2 separate regions of the Arabidopsis thaliana genome follow, and region 1 is linked to region 2. A link is a contact called in public capture Hi-C data. All regions are on one chromosome and are shown on one strand. The core of a region is the stretch at or near the end of the contact, and the rest is flanking DNA. Distances in the headings are between cores, read along the strand shown. Region 1 holds the start of ZPR2 (binding protein). Region 2 holds the start of AT3G60680 (DUF641 family protein (DUF641)).

Region 1 (3,149 bases), core at 275-2,774, 68 kb before region 2:
CGTTGTTCACCGCATTGGTCACTATTGCCGCCACATCTCTCTTGTTATAAACAAAACCTTAATTACGAAGACTGCCATTGTCTTCCTTCGACGAGTTTTTATTTCTTTGTGATGCTGTTTGTTAAAAACTGGGAATTAGAGTGTTACGGTTTACGTTTAATCTTATTAGTTAATTTAGAATTGGATGATTGTTATTGTTTTGTTTTGGTGTGTTAGTTTGTAGTAGTGTCGAAATATTGAGATCTTCTAATTGACTAGTTTCCATTTTGTGGTTTGTGTTCTCTTGCGTTTTTATTTGTTCTAAATTTCAAATTAATTAATTATGCTAAACAACGTCGTAAGATTAAATGCGTGGATTAATGGACCATTGGAATTTTGCACCCAAAAAAATGGACCGTTGGAACTTGAACCTGTGATATCCCACGTGGAGAGAAAACGAAGAGTGTCTTCTGGTCCACACCGTCCTTTATAACTTTCTTTTCAAAATAGAAAATACAGGTTTCATATAAGCCCATTAACTTATATTCAAAGCCCAAGAGAGCCCACGTTATCAACACAGCCTGTCGTTTTTAGTTTGGTAAGACGACACTCATTTTAGACTGTTTGGACTTCAAAGTACCCCGCCTTTTTCATTGTTTCAAACGGTGTCTAATGTTGGTCAAAAGGAAGAAGACGAAAGATAATGTTGCGTCTGAACCACTCGATGCCAAGCTATTATCTAAACGTCTAGCTGAGCCTAAATCCAAAGGATCACATCAACTAGCTCCTTCCCCGATAACATAGCTTATCGTAACTACAATTTCTGGAGTCCTCACCACTTTTTTCTAATGCTTGGCAACTGAAAAACTAGATTCCTTTAGGTGATTCTCTTTTAATCTTCAAATTTCATGCCTAATCTGTGAAACTAGGAATTGCTGATAATGTTTTTGTGGTTGACAATGTAAGTATAATGCTTAAAGATTTGAATATTTACATATCATAGATAGAGACGCATTATGCATGGGAGTGCTACTCTAGTTAGAGATTCACATATGGTACCATCTTGCAGTAATGAAGGGGCGTGGTGATTTTGATATGGACCACTTGTATGCATCAAAACAAAACTCATCATTGTAGCAACTCCAGAAATTACCCACGAAATCGTTTGCTATTTATGATTCCTTCTTCTGTGTTTTTTATGCCTTAGCTTGTATGAGATGAAGAATAACTTTCATCTTTTTGTTTGTGGTGGACAATGCCTAGTCTAAAAATAGTAAATAATATAGGTAGAGAATCATAACAGCTTTGATCATTTTGAAGCATGATAATAATTCCGGATGTTGACTAGCTCCTACAATTTGCAATTTAGTCTTTATTAGTATAAGTTTTCTTCCCCCTTCTTTATTTCTTTTCTTGTTTGTCTTTCAAATTTGGTTGCATCTCAAAAAAAAATATCAACACAAGAAATGAGTAAGAGTTTTATAGTGGTCCTAGTCCTTAGATCAATTATATTTATTTTTTACTATTCATATCACATGCTTAGATTTCATTTTACATAGGAACAAGATATATGTCTCTTTGGAACCAAGGTTTTTTCCTTAAAATTAGACCCCAATTATGAGGGAAACCTGGTTTGAACACGAGATGCCAAACCGCGAATCCAAGACTTCGACCTTTGAAATGGGTTTGGTATTAAGGTAAAGGAGTTTTCTTTTGAGCCTCTTTTGAAAATAAAAGGTGCTTATGGATTAACTTTTTAAAATCAAATTGTAGTACATGCATAGTTGGTCCAAATTTCATGTGATCTTTCTCTGTAGTTGATTACAACTAAAGTAATCAATTAGTATGAAATTGAATGATTTGGTATGGTCGATTTACGTATGTACCTCTCAAGTGTTTTCTACTAAGTTTGCACTATTAGTACAGTAACTATTCAATCAAGAACAAGAAACAGAGAGTCTGAGAAAGAGAAGAGTCTGTTTTGGTCTTCTTCTTCATCATCTTCGTCCTGAACTCATGCATATCTCTGGCCCCTCTATAATCATGAGTTTCCTTTTGCCATCATTACCTTCAAAAGCCTTGTCTTTCTTCATCACTCTCTATCTCAAAAGAAACAACTACAGCTTTATAGATCGTCTATATAAAGCTTACTCTTCCATTGTGTTTACTCAGTTCGTTTTGTGTGATAAAACCACAAGAAGATGTGTCTGACAACTTCAGAGCCACCATTCCCAGACACTGACACACCAACTATGAGATCTGCTTCGTACCATATCAAACATAAATCTAAGACACAAACCCATCTTCGTATCCTTAATCTCACCAGGTTCAATTTCATCTTCCGCATATATCAAGCGTCCTCAGACATTGACTCTATTTTTGTTTCTGAATTATATAAAACAGTACTTTCTTTTTCATTGTAAGCAGGAGGAGAAGATTACTGAAGGAACAGAAGGAGATGGAGATGAGGAACTTGAAGCTTTTCGTAGAGAATCAAAGCATCATACGAGAGAATGAAGCTTTAAAAAAGAAAGCTCTTCTTCTCCACCATGAAAACAATGCTCTGTTTGCTCTGCTTCACCCAAAATACTCCCCTGTTTCAACCTCCTTGCTTCAGTGATCTTCGTGAACTTTGTTTATTGATTCTTCTCGTCTTCTTCTTTCCTTTTCCAACCTTTAATGGTACTAAAATAAAATCAAACTAATGATTTATGGGTGATTTACTCTTCTATGAAAGCTTTGATTATTCTTTTTCATGTACCAAGTATTAACATACATATCCATGATCACTTTCAACTAAAAAATTTCGTTGCTTAATATGCCGATCCGTGATAGAGATGTTTCCGACGACCCAAACCTCAGACAACCATCATGTCGTTTTATACAACAGAGCAAACACGCAAAGACAAAACACAATCATCCAGAGAGGAGAGGGAGAGAGAGATAGAGTAAGCAAAAGCCATTAGATTCATCACCAAAAGTAACAGACCAAACATTACAACAAGTAGAAGTCTTGATCCATCTGTGAGTTTCTCATCAGCTAAATAACTAACAACTGAACGAAGAAAGTATAAACACAACCAATCTTCAGGGAAGAGACTCTAATATCGACCGATTAAGATGAAGTCATCATCATCAAGTACCTGAACATCTCTGTCTCCTACAAAATG
Region 2 (3,538 bases), core at 682-3,181:
TCAGACTTAAAGGAACACAATTAATCACAGAAAAGGAAGAAGGTAAAAAAGTTATAACTCATATAGTCTTCGTGAGCTGCCAAGTTCTTGAAGCAGCTTTGTGAAAAGAAACTTGAGCGCCGGCTTAACCATCGGTCTCTTTCATTTACATTTTGGAGCCGCCGGTAAGGTAAACTTGACACTGAATCACGGTGCACCCGATTTTAAACCCGGGAACCACTGTGAATCCTACTTTGGCTCGAGTAGGACTCATCGAAAACTTCTTATCTTGTTTTCTTTTTAAGACATTCTCCATGAAAACAATCGAAAATTCCACTCCGCTTTCAACTTGGAAAATCTCAACTGCAGGATCAAAGGACAAGGCTAACTTGTGAAGGGTCCAAATCGAGCTAGCCATCGTGACAAACGATTCATAGAATGTGCTCAAAGATCTCCAAGAACTCAACACAGCTTCGTTTTCATCCATGTTACTGAATATCGAAGATGCCATGTTCGGATGAATCAGCTCGTGATACTTCTTATCGCAAAATCTAGAGAATGCACAATCTTTATCTCTATCAAGAAGCTCCATCGGATTACTCGATACATGTTGCATCAATTCCCTCAAGGAAGAATCTACAGAACTTCTCTCAGACTCTTCATAATCATTCTCATTTAGATCAAATCCTTCTCCATCAAAACCACGAAACATCCCCAAGCAAACATACGACAACAATGCATACCGGTTATGTCTCTCCTTAGCATAATCTACCTCAGGATGAACAGACTTAGCCACTAAATCCAAATCCCACCCAGCTTTTTCCATCAACTCAATCAGAATCTTAGTGAATTTCTGAGTAGCTTTAAAGGCATCATACAACAGAGACTCAAAAACCCTAACCGATAACAGAACATCCAACGATGAATTTGAAGACAATCTCTTAGACAACTTGGAAGTAGATTTCTGAATCTCACCTAATTTGTTCCTCAGACTCCAAACCTGCAAATCCTTTGCATCCATCTCAGCTTGTAAACGATTTGAGACGGTTTCCAAAGCTCTAAGCTTGCTCTGATTCTCCTGAACACGAGATTCTAAGCAAGACCCAATAGCTAAATCAGACTCAAAATCCAAACTTTGGCGATAATTCCTATAAAACTGCTTCAAATCAGACAATTTCTGGAGGTTAGATACGAGAGCTCTATCAGCAGCCTTGACATTTTCCTCAACAAACGGCGCGTGAGCAGCTTGCAATTGAAGATACGAAGCTTCAAAAGACGAAGCAGTAGCGAAAACAGAAGAAATCAAACTCAATCCCATCTGTGTATCCAATTTCCTAACCTGAGAAAGCTTCTTTTGATTAGGTTTAACAACACTTACCACACCCAAATTCTTCGTCTGAACATCGTTCACCGGAGATTCAATAGGAGATCCCGGAGAAGAAGCACTAAGAAGAGGCTTATCGGGTTTAAGAACGACGACTTTCTGATCGGTGATAAAATCCTCGGAGGAATCGAGAAGAGAGAAACCCTCAGCATCGGTTCTCTCATTATCGTCTTCGGTGAAGAACTCGTAGGTCTTGGTCTTGACGGCCATGGCTAATTTCTGAAACATTTGAGAGAATTGTGGAGGAGCTGCTGTGATTGCCGTTGTTTCCACTTCCCGCATCGCTCAAAATACGCAATCTCGAGAAGAAGAAGAAGAAGAAGAAGAAAACAAAATCCAAATCGAATTGGGAAACGAAAAAGACTTGATTCTGATTGACCAACCTAAGAGTTAATAACAGTCAAAAAAACTTGAGAGAAGGTTTTTGCTTTGAAGGATTTTAATGGTGCTTTGCTTTGGATGCATTTGGAAGAAACGAATGCACACAAAAAAAAAACCTTTACCTTTTCGCTGTATTATTATTTTTTACATTTAGAGTTTTTTTTTTTCCGCTGACTTTTTTTTAGTTTGATGATGATTTGGTTAACGGTAACAAGTGATTAATACCATTTCGTTTAATAATGGTTAGTGACACGACTAAACCGGTTATGCAAATGGTGTAACAGAGACAACATATATTGGCAAAGTAATTATATCATTTCGTTAAGTGAAATTAACTTCTTCTAGTGCGTACACAATTAACGTTTTCACATTTCTTTTTGGGTTGAATTATTGTTTTGTAATTTGCTACTGATTGGACATATAAATTGGTTATAAAATTAAACAGGACCTTACGTCTACGTTACATATTTAACACTCGTATCTATAAATGTGAACGGCACGAAAATTAAGTGTGGCATCCACTTTCAAACATTTCTTTGATCATTTAGACTTGAATACTCTGATAACTAATAGACTAATACTAATAGTAGTAAGAAATATTTTAACCGTCCGGTTAGTCATTATTGTATGATTTGGATATAAGAAAATGAATTTAAGAGTTTTATTGATTTCTTTGTTGTATTAGAATGTGTAAAACTTTTATTAATTGACCCACTAAGACTAATCATGGCTTTGAAGACACCTTTACAAGGACATGTCTTTCGAAACTCATCTCCTAGATTCTTGCTTTATTTCTTCCCTTTTCTTCACGTCTTTGTGATGCTTTTAGCTAACATTTTTAGTGGTTAATTGTTTATAATTAATTATGTCCTATATTCCTTTTCGTGTAATCATAACGCAAATTAAGGGTTGTATCTTTTTCACATATACCACTAGAAAGAAACGATACTTGTGTTTTTTTTCATCTTTCATCTTTTCTATTTTTCTTGTTTAACAAATGTCTTTCGAAACTCATCTCTCAAATTCTTGCTTTAATTCTTTCTTTTTTCTTGACAATACTTTGTGATCCTTTTAACCACTAACAATATTCTAAATTATATCTCGAAGATCAAGATAATTGTACAAAATCTTTAAAAATATATCAAACAAGTTTGATTTTTTTATTTTTATTTTGTCATATTCAAGAGTTGCCGCATAAGCTAAATAGAGAGTCCATGTATTTGTGTGTTAGGTGAGTGGTATAGTCAAAGAAAGTACAAATGGGAGAACAACACATTTGAAAAAAAAAGATTTGATCGACAATCCTGAACAAGCCTCACGGTCGAAAACGCCATAAGACTATCAAAGGTATCTAAAAGATTTAATAGTATCAAGTAACTTTCAAAATTTGCGTTGTCAGCTTAATAAAGACCAGTATCAGTGGTTTGTGTTCAAAACCGATGAGAATAACCAGACTATGTTCGAACTGTTACCATTAAATTTATCAAATATTAATGTCTAGATGTTTTTTTGTACAAACTACTGACAATTTAAACTTCAATGATATTTATTATCACTTTTTTACTTCACCTAATCTATTTAGATATTGTATAATTGCTAAATCATATTTACAATCACCCTGAATTTATTACATTAGATTTACTTTAGTGAAATATTCATATATATAATAATATATTTAAGTTAATTTATATATAGAACAAATTTTAATGTACCTTTTCATTACATTTGATATTTTATGACCATTTGTATCATGAAGTCTCTTATATTATTGGTTAAAAAAAATAAAAAATTAGA

Evidence for each region. Capture Hi-C pulls out chosen DNA fragments and counts their contacts.
Region 1: a contact with region 2 is called in a capture Hi-C map of seedling, with 2.0 times the contacts expected there. The contact joins the promoter of ZPR2 here to the promoter of AT3G60680 in region 2. A contact is called at or near these places in 3 of 26 Hi-C or Micro-C datasets (callus, root and vegetative nucleus) and 1 of 3 other capture datasets (seedling).

What each region holds. Positions count from the first base shown.
Region 1 is chr3:22,496,474-22,499,622 of TAIR10.1, reverse strand. It overlaps ZPR2 (binding protein), which reads left to right and starts at 1,524. Exons shown (of 3, transcript NM_001340061.1): 1 at 1,524-1,676; 2 at 2,152-2,305; 3 at 2,407-2,740. The coding sequence starts at 2,181. The coding sequence ends at 2,599. It overlaps FLA10 (FASCICLIN-like arabinogalactan-protein 10), which reads left to right. Exons shown (of 1, transcript NM_115954.3): 1 at 1-331. The coding sequence ends at 50. DHDPS1 (dihydrodipicolinate synthase 1) reads right to left here. Exons shown (of 3, transcript NM_180399.3): 3 at 2,926-3,149. The coding sequence ends at 3,081.
Region 2 is chr3:22,428,353-22,431,890 of TAIR10.1, reverse strand. It overlaps AT3G60680 (DUF641 family protein (DUF641)), which reads right to left and starts at 1,931. Exons shown (of 1, transcript NM_115932.4): 1 at 1-1,931. The coding sequence starts at 1,645. The coding sequence ends at 146.